Linked DNA regions of Sus scrofa: all the other regions are linked to region 3. The links are chromatin contacts, called in public HiChIP or PLAC-seq and promoter capture Hi-C maps. All regions are on one chromosome and are shown on one strand. The core of a region is the stretch at or near the end of the contact, and the rest is flanking DNA. Distances in the headings are between cores, read along the strand shown.

Region 1 (3,138 bases), core at 392-2,891, 600 kb before region 3:
CTTCCCCGGAGCAGGAAAGGGAGAAGCAGGACTTTGAGCACATGAGCATTTGTCAGAGCATCTATGCCTGAAAGATAAAGGCAGAGAAAGTGATTCTTTAAGGAAACACTTTCTTTAAAGTTATAGAGGTGCAGCTAAGACACCAAGGACCTCCAGGTGATGGCATTAACTAAAATAAATAAATAAATAAGTAAGTAAATAAATAAATAAAAGCTGAGTAGAGCAGCAAAAGTTAGATTTGGAGATTACCAACTGAATCAATTTAGGGAGGACTATGATAAAGGGAAAGGCTATTACTGAAGTCAAAAATTCACAGTAAAAGCCACTGGGAATGCTTTACAGGGAAGCATATGGAATTAAGCAGAATTCCACATCCCAATGAGGTGATGGCAGGTAGACACAGACATTGTCCCACTTACCACTCTTTTCTCTATTACTTTCTACCCTCTCCCAGGGGGTACTGGCTAAGAGAGAAACCTCCCCCATGTTCATTCTTCTGTGGAAACCTTGCATGAGAATCACTTTCCAAATCTTGTGACTATAATGAATCTACAGAAAGCAAAACCAAGAAACAAGCTCAAGCTTCAAACACACATATACATGTATATGTGCATATGTACACATATCGGCACACAGATAGATACACATCTGAGTTTTAGCTTAGGTGGCTCATGAGAGCAAAGACAACAAAACAAAACAAAACAAAACAGCCTTCTCAGGTCATAGGAAAAAAAAGTACAGGAAAGAATATTGCGAGCCAGGGCAGTCAGCATCTTAATCTGCGATGTAGGAACTACATGCTTCGAAGTCAAATCATTTCCAGAATGAAATGGCAGAAAGGAAAATGCTCAGTTAGACAATAACGGTAATAATAGCTACTTTTGTAAGGGCTACCAGGTACCCGATGCATTAATGCAGGGTACATTTGACTGTCACAACAATGCTCTGGGGGCTGACAGGAGAGTGCAGGATCTACTTAGGGTCCTACCGCTGGGAAGGGAGAATGGACACTGACATGAACCCAGGGCTACCTCACTCCAAGGCCAGACTGTCCGCTATACCATGGCACATTCCTTAGAGATTCCAGATTCCTGGAAAGTGTCTTGTTGATCCTCTGAGGAGGGTTTACTTGTCACAGGCACACTTGAGAGCTGGTTCAGCAGAGCAAGCAAGGCCAGGTCAAGTGCTCTTTGGGCAAGCTACGTAGGACTCCAAAGATGACAAATCGAGCAGTCATAGAGAAAGCTTGGGATAGGCCACATGTTCCAGAGCAGCAGTCTTGAAGGGCCATCACCATCATGCTGCGTAGAAAGATTATTTTAAAAGGTGTATGGGAGGGGGCGAGCACAGTCATGCAATGGTATACACTGCATATATAAAGACATTATCTGTCTCTGGGGATCTATCTATTAGTAACCAGAAGAGAAAAGAATCCTTAACACTGGAAAAAATTTGCCTACTTTCTCTGGTGACTTTCTTGGCCACATCTGAGAAAACAACTGTGCACATAAGAACACAAGATTTGGATTCACTCTCCAAAGTTAATAAATGATTACTGAATGAAGTAGTCTGGAACAAAGGAGGGCAGGTAGAAGGAATGATGCTTTAGGCCACAGTCCAGGGATGGAAGGCACTGAGTGTGAGTCACCCTGTAGCCCTTATCTGTCAGCCCAAGGAGAAAAGAACTGGCATGGCCTGATAGGCACCATAAAAGGCAGGCAGGCAGGAGGAGGAAGACAGTGCACTGAAAGATCCCCTTTTAAGAGAAACATAAAATCTCATGAGAGCTGCCTGAGAAATTACCCTGGCCTTCCATTTCCAAGGCATGGCAAACAAAAAAGCCTTTGTGGTTGTTAGCACAACTGTAGAAATGTACAAAACCAAAGCCTTGTTACCTTCTAAAGCAGATCCATTTGGACAAAATATTCACATTTCAATGAGGAAACAAAGTAAATGCATGAGAACTGTGCTGTTTAAACATGCATGTTCCAATGAATATGTCACAGTGAAGAATTAGGATAAAAAGAAGCAATAAAGTTTAAAACAACTCCATTAAACACAAAAGCAACTTTGGAGAGCTTGGAACATTAACTTAAATTCTTGTTGGGTATTTAGCACATGTGTGTACAAGGCCCGCCATCTGCTGGCAAGGTTTGGTACTGCTAATTTGGAAAGTACTCAAGAGGTGCTGGATTTTGGCAGAGGATAATCTACTTAATTTTGTAGCAAGTGATCAACATTAAATACTAATAACATTAGTTAGGTCTCAATTTAGTCAACAAGTATCAGATCTTGGACCTCATATTTGTATATTTCCTGTTTTATAATACAAGGTGGAATGTCTACTTCTGGGCAGGAAGAAATTCTGGACTGGTAGGCTTTCCCAGTCACTACTCTTCTTCCTCCACTACATAAATGGAACTATACAGCATAAATTCTTTTCAGACTGGCTTCTTTTTTTCTTTCTTTTTTTTTTTTTTTTTGGTCTTTTTCTAGGGCCGCACTCGCGGCATGTGGAGGTTCCCAGGCTAGGAGCTGTAGCTGCCGGCCTTCGCCAGAGCCACAGCAATGCGTCTGTGACCTACACCACAGCCCACGGCAACGCTGGATCCTTAACCCATTGAGTGAGGCCAGGGATCGAACCCACAACCCCATCGTTCCTAGTTAGACTCGTTAACCACTGAGCCACAATGGGAACTCCCAACCTGGCTTCTTTCACAAACATGTTTGTGGGAATCATCCATTATGTTAAGCGTAGGAGTAATCTGAACATTTTCTTTGTCTGAACAGCTCACAATTTTATCTACCCTGCCTCTGATAAGCATTTGGATTGTTTCTCCAATTCTTGGGTATTATAAATAACATAGCTTTGGACATTCTTGGCTGTGCCTTTTGGTGATGTCAGGAAACAGGAACCCATGTGCCCTGCAAGTGAGGGCAGATGGGTGTAGCAATTGGCCAGTACGTGATGAACTTAAGTACAAGCATACTCTGTGACCATGCAATCCTCCCTGTGGAGTACAAGCCTCATAAAAAGTCTTTCAGAGTTACCTAAGTGGAGCTGCACAAGGATATTCATGGCACGGAGTTCCCGTTGTGTCTCAGTGGTTAACGAATCCGACTAGGAACCATGAAGTT
Region 2 (3,190 bases), core at 102-2,601, 570 kb before region 3:
AAATGAACATTCTGCTGTGTCAGGGATAATTATTCTTTAGCTGGACATATTTGCTAACAAATCCCCCACTACCTGGGATGCCATTTCTTTCCTCTTCCATCTATTGAAATTTTGCCCATTGCTCAAGCTCCAAATGGGTCTTAACCCTACTTTGAAACTCTCCCTGAATATTTCTGCTCACACTGATCTGAGCACCTGAAGCAGCTATGGTCTGTAACAGCCATCTATGCATCAAGAACTATACAAAAGTTTTCATTTAAATCTTTTTTGAGTCTCTTTCTAGAGTATGAGCTCCTTAAGAATATATTTTATTTAATAGCCCCATATATAGATTAACAGAGGACCCTTAAGAAATATTTACTGCATACCTGAGTTGGGCCTTATAAAGGTAAAGATGTGCCACCAGGTATTATATTTACTAGCTGAATCTTGAAGAATCTTCAAGATGTTATATTTTGGAATTACATATTGGCTGGATTCTTTAAAAAGTTGCTATTTCAAATATATATTTTAATATACATTATTCTCATTTATCAATATTTTCCTGAACATTTATATTTTAGCTTTAGTAAAAATATCATTTTTGAAAATATAAATGCTAGATTTCACTTTTGAGAATTTATCCTTACATCCACTACCTATTGATTCTGTTTCATATACCAATATTATATTTTCCTTGGTCATTAGCCGATCTGACCCTGCTACAAATGTAAACAAAACCCAATTCCAAAGATGATAATTTTGTCATATCCTTTAACAGATGGATTGTCTATTATGCTAGGTTTTAAACAAAAATATCCATTTTGCTTGATAATTACAATAACATTAAGACATTAAATCCATATTAAAGCAACAACAAAATACAGCTTCTTGGAGTATAAAATAATCTATAATTAACCGTATTACCTTGGTCCTTTTATCATTCAAAAATCCACTGCTAATCCCAGGATAACATTTTCTCTAAAGAGAAAAATAGCCTCTGAAAATCTTTCTCCCTGCCACTCTGACATTATGGCTGTATTTTATCTGCTTTTCCTTTGACAGTCTCCTTTAAAACTAGCAAAAAAAAAAAAAAAAAAATCAGAATAGTTTATTTAACTCTGTAGAATCCTTTGTCAGTTACCCTGTGTGCCTTGAGAGGTTGTCCGTTTCTTTTTCCATTGAATTACACTGTTGACTCGGCAGCCTGATTTTCCAGATTGGTCCACGCTGTATCGGTTTGGTGATTTTTTGTAAGGATTGATAACTATGAAAGAGTCTAAAAATAGGGCAGTTCCAGACTAAATTGGAACAGTCTTTTCCCGTAAAGCAATCTGGTATCTCACAAAATTCCAAGAAGAATGAATGACAGAGCACGCACCAATAGGAAGTGGAGAAAAGTATTTTGTCTAAGTTTACTACCCAATCCTTGGGAGCCAGAGGTGGGAATTTTAAAATAGGGTTGTCCTTTCCTTGGAATTTTCTTAAAGTGGTATCCCCTCCTGTTGAAGTCTGCCAAAGATTGCCAAATCACTAATTCTAAATTAGAGAATTTTTCCTCCGTTTTGAGTTAGGCAAAGTGTAAACTTGGCACTTGACAAATTTAGAGAATTTTAAGAGAATCACATGGCTACTTTTGTGTCTATTTCAAAGGGCAGAAGTTATTTCAAGATAATTCATTTTTTCATGATCAAATATAAGTTAATGTACTTAAATATTTCATTTTTAGAGAAAGGCAAACTAAGAGGCTAACACTGCTTTTAAAAAATTGGTCTAGCTATAGTTAATCTTTTTTGTCTGTATGACTCTTCAATATTAGGAGCAAATCATATTATTTGGGTTGATCTTAAACATCCTAAAGATTTTTGTTTTTACACAAACTGTAGGTTTTCTCATTTTAAGTCTAGTAAAAAGTTCAAGTACAAGTTCTTAAGTATTTACAAATCTGTATAAAAGGTCTTAGAAGTACATGACATACACCATGCATATACTTTAGAAAACTCTGAAGACTAGTTTACTAAATAGATAATTGCTAGTATTGCATTATAACTCATACCTTTTTTGGGATAGGTGTTATTTTTATTTAATATAACTGCTTTTCAGGCTACTTAATCTCTAACGGAAATTATATAAACCAACGTAAATCTATAAAGTCAAAGCTGTTTGACAATGAACCGCTAGATAATCAACGTTAGGCTTTCCAAAGAGGTTACCCTCTTTTCAATAGTACGTGTGTCATAGGACAGCTTTGAGAGTTAAGTGAAATAATCTAGCGCAGCTCTTAGAACGCTGCCTGGTACACAGTAAACGACTGGGTGTTAAAGTTGCTGTAATGCACAGAATTACATTAGAGGACTAGTGAGTCAGTGACAGTACGAATGAAAGAAGAGATCAGTTACTGGCGGTTCCCGAGGTTGGAGCCGGCCAAATCACCCCCACAAAACCCTAAGCCAAAAGCCAAATGCGAGAGCAACCCCTAACACCGGAGCCGGAAGCAAAGGCCGAGTGGGGCGCGGGGCAGGCTTGGAGAAGGCCCTTTTTTCAGCGAATAGGCATGTCTCTTGGAAAACGGGCATCTTATCCCACCTATTGCAAAACCGTAAGAGCAGAGGCGTAATATCGCGAGGTTCCGTTCTTCTCTGCTCCGCTCTGCCTTCCCCCCAAGCTCCAAAGTGCGAGTTTCGCCCCGCCCCGCCCCTCTGCGCCTGCGCCCCGCCCCATCCCCTCCCGCGTTGCGCCCGGCCCCGCCCGCCCGGCCTCGGCCTGCGGTCCGGCGCTCCTGCGCCCGGGAGCGCTGGCTCCTCTGGCGCCGAGGTGAGTGTGGCGCTTCGTCGCTTCGGTGTCTTTTGTAGCAAAGCCCTCTAGCCGGGCCATTGGCCCTGACCTGGGTCAGGCAGAAGCGTCCGGGCCGCGGCGAGTGGACCTGGGCCCAAGCGGGCCCGTGAGGGCCTCGGGTCAGCACGGCTCCCGGCCCTTCTCGCTCTCCTTGGCTCGGTACCGGCTCTAAAATTCCTGCTACTGGGCTCGCTACTCCCCAACGGTGACCACCTCAGTGTTTGGTTAACTCGGGCCAAATGGCATGTGTTTTGCCTAAACTTCTGTCAGCCTTCTCAGTACTGAGAAAATAACCTTTAAAAATGCTTTTAATACACGTTTTAAAATTCTCTAGTCTCCAATATTAGGAAACTGAAATATTTTACCGAATTAACTA
Region 3 (2,929 bases), core at 316-2,815:
GTTGAGGCTGTCCTCCTGGGCCAGCTCCCGCTGTAGCAGCACCACATCCCCTGCTCCAGGCTGGTGAGACTGGTGGGCACCCTTCTTCTGGCGCTCCTTGCCCCGAGGCCGCAGAGCCACCCGGTGGGACTCTTCCTCAGAGGAGTCCCCCGAGTCCCCACTGCCATTCTCAAACATGTAAACGTGGCTGGTCGGAGTTCTACAGACACTGGCTGGGCCTCGGAAGGTCTTGGTTAACACTCCCTTCTGCCTCATTTTCTTAACTGAAAACCAAACCCCAGGGTTAATTCCACACAAGGCATATTCATTCTTCCGTGGCTACACTGATGATAATTGTATCCTTGTTAGAAATGACTCCTTTGCCTAGTATTACAAATTGGCAACACATACCGTCTGTATAAAACAAATGTCAAAACACATGTTTATGCTCAATGAGATGAAGGGAGAGATAGGCAAATAGAAACACTTTCCCCCCCAGCTGCATATTTTTTTTGCACAGAAAACAAGAGTCCCCTTTTTTTGTCCCCTTATTCCTCATCCACAGCTACATGTCCTTCAATCCCACACATGCAGAGAAACAACTTTTCAGTCCCAGAGAAGTAAAGCAACAGCTGGGATCACTGCCAGGAGAGGTAAGGGCGGTTCCCAACTCCCTTCCTTGCACTGAGAATCTTAAAACTCAGAACTTTTGCTCGAAAAATTCTTACTCAATACTTCAAGCATTCCCAACTATCTTCACTAAGGTCAAGACTAGAATTCTGAGACTCCGCTTTTGAAACTGTATGAATTCTATCACACTTGAGGCAAGTTAGGGGGAGGATCCCCACCCAACTAGGAAGTTCGTCCAGTCTCTCACAGGTCCCTTTGCCTTCAAGTGCCTCCTCACACCTGGTTTTTATCATCACTTCCGAACCAGCATAGAAGGCACAACACAGCCCTAACCACTCCAAGTTGATGGAAGAACTTCCAGAAGTGAAAACTCACACCGGGTTCCTTCCGAGGCAGAGGGGAGCAGACCCCTAGGGAACGAGTGGCCCTGGCGCGACCCCCACCTTGCCCCACTCCCTCCCCTCCCCGCACTTGGAGCTCGAGCTCGGAGGAGCAGGGAAGCGACCACTCTCCTCGCGCCCGCGGGTCGCCCCGGCGGCTCGCAGGCCTGCTTCCCTCGGAACTCCTTTCGTGACACGGGGAGGGGGAGCCCTCAAACAGGAGCCGAGTGAAAAAGCCCAGAGCGGCCCACCCCTATGCCAAGACCTCCGAGGCCCCAACTTTCCACAAAGGCACGCCCTCCGACCTCCGACCTCCGACCTCCAACCCCAGAAACCTCGGGCCAGCCCTCCACGTCCTGGGACGCCCCACCTCCAGCGGCAGCAGGGCAACCTCTGAGAACCTGGAGCCATAGCTCGCCACCCGACAGACAGACAGGCGGGGCTACCCAAAGAGCCCATGCGGCACCCCACCTGGACCTCGGATTCCCTCCCTCAGAGCCGGGCACCTCACGTCCGGGATCAGCCGAAACCCGTCGCCGCTGCTGCCGCCGCCGCAGCCCATTGGCTGCGAAAATCAGCTGGTCCTTGGGAGGTGGGGCCGGCCGAAGCAGCCAATGAAATCAGCGGTGGGCGGGGACTTGGCCGAGCCCAGCTGTGCTGATGGTCCGCACAGGACCTGCAGAGAGATAGGCCGGGATAGGGGGCCGCGGCGGGGCCTCAGCTCCAGGACCTGACCCCTGATGCAAAGGCTCGCCTGCCCCTGCTGCATCGGCTCTTCCAGGCTCCAGTTTATGCCTCGGCTCTAGACAATCAAACCCTTTGAGTCTCCCTTCGGGCTTTCCACTGAGCCTCGGCTTTCTCAGTAGTAGAAGAGGACTTTGGCCCAGACCTGGATTCCTGATCTGTAACGAGAAGCTCGCATTGCCAATGGAGTGCCTATCACCAGCTGAGGCCTCCGGAGGAGAAGGAACTCCTCTGGTCTGAGGGGTCTCGCATTCTGAACCTTCCCGGGCCAGAACGCAGGAGGAATTTGCTCTGTCCCGCCCCCCGCGCACGAGGACAAAAAAGTCCATGAATGTTAAGACCCTGAACCGTGACAACAGGGACTAAAGAAACACAATTTATCAAATGTCAGATGGCTGAGACTCCTTAAGCTTAAAAGTGATGGATGAATTCTTTTACACACTAAAACACAAAGGTTTAAAGCTTGAGCCCAAAAAAGGAAAGCAAAATTAAATAGCAAATGGTAGGCGTTCCCGCTGTGGTGCATCGGGAGCAGCGGCATCTCTGGAGTGCTGAGACACAGGTCCGGTGCCCAGCCCGGCACATGGGGTTAAGGATCCTGCATTGCCTCAGCTGTGGCGTAGGTCACTTGGATCTAATCCCTAGCCGTAGGAACTCCATATTGCCCGGAGGCGGACAAAAAAGAAAAAAGAAAAACAAACAAACAAAAAAACCCCAGTAATCTTGTGGGGGGAGGGATGCAGCAAAATATTAGAATTTTATTAATCTTAAATAATAAACACGCTAAGATCCAAGTTGTGAAATGGATGGAGAGCATGAGCAGACAATTCTGCACAATCAGAACACAAATGGCTAACAGGGAAGAGAAATTAAACCTGGAAGTTTGCTTGTGGCTCATCGAATTAAGAATTCAGTGGTGTCACTGCAGTGGCTCCTGTCACTGCTGTGGTGGAACTTGCATCCCTGGCCCAGGAAATTCCACATTCCCCAGGTGCAGCCAAAAAGAAAAAAGAAAAAAAGAAATTAAGCCTCACTAGCAATCAAATTAAGCAAGAAAGCAAAAGGATTAAAAGAATAAAATCTCAGAAACCTCTTCTATGACTTTCCATCCCACTTAGAAGAAAAGTCAAGTGTTTTTTTGTTGTTGTTGTTATTGTTGTTGTTTTATTAGGACCACACATGCAACATAGGGAAGT

Evidence for each region. Promoter capture Hi-C pulls out the DNA fragments that hold promoters and counts their contacts. HiChIP or PLAC-seq counts read pairs in DNA pulled down with a chosen protein or histone mark.
Region 1: an H3K27ac HiChIP or PLAC-seq map of skeletal muscle shows a contact between it and region 3, with 10 times the contacts expected there. The contact joins the enhancer-like site here to the promoter of LYSMD4 in region 3. A contact is called at or near these places in 5 of 47 Hi-C or Micro-C datasets (embryonic fibroblasts, heart right ventricle, liver and 1 more) and 2 of 2 datasets of contacts at active chromatin or transcription factors (alveolar macrophages and skeletal muscle).
Region 2: a promoter capture Hi-C map of liver shows a contact between it and region 3, with 8 times the contacts expected there. The contact joins the promoter of TTC23 here to the promoter of LYSMD4 in region 3. A contact is called at or near these places in 2 of 5 promoter capture datasets (fetal liver and liver), 2 of 47 Hi-C or Micro-C datasets (heart right ventricle and skeletal muscle) and 2 of 2 datasets of contacts at active chromatin or transcription factors (alveolar macrophages and skeletal muscle).

What each region holds. Positions count from the first base shown.
Region 1 is chr1:137,962,365-137,965,502 of Sscrofa11.1, forward strand. The region is part of intron 5 of TTC23 (tetratricopeptide repeat protein 23); the gene reads right to left. Among named protein-coding and RNA genes, the nearest start is that of TTC23, 33 kb to the right of the region's middle. Within about 2 kb of position 1,642, at least 10 of the 83 cell types and tissues checked have an H3K27ac peak or open chromatin away from gene starts, as enhancers often do. A contact at or near this core is called in skeletal muscle, where this site is marked.
Region 2 is chr1:137,995,850-137,999,039 of Sscrofa11.1, forward strand. It overlaps TTC23 (tetratricopeptide repeat protein 23), which reads right to left and starts at 1,352. Exons shown (of 11, transcript XM_021098378.1): 1 at 907-1,352. It overlaps LRRC28 (leucine-rich repeat-containing protein 28), which reads left to right and starts at 2,691. Exons shown (of 10, transcript XM_001925096.7): 1 at 2,691-2,793.
Region 3 is chr1:138,566,005-138,568,933 of Sscrofa11.1, forward strand. LYSMD4 (lysM and putative peptidoglycan-binding domain-containing protein 4) reads right to left here and starts at 1,566. Exons shown (of 3, transcript XM_001928238.7): 1 at 1,461-1,566; 2 at 1-263. The coding sequence starts at 1,551.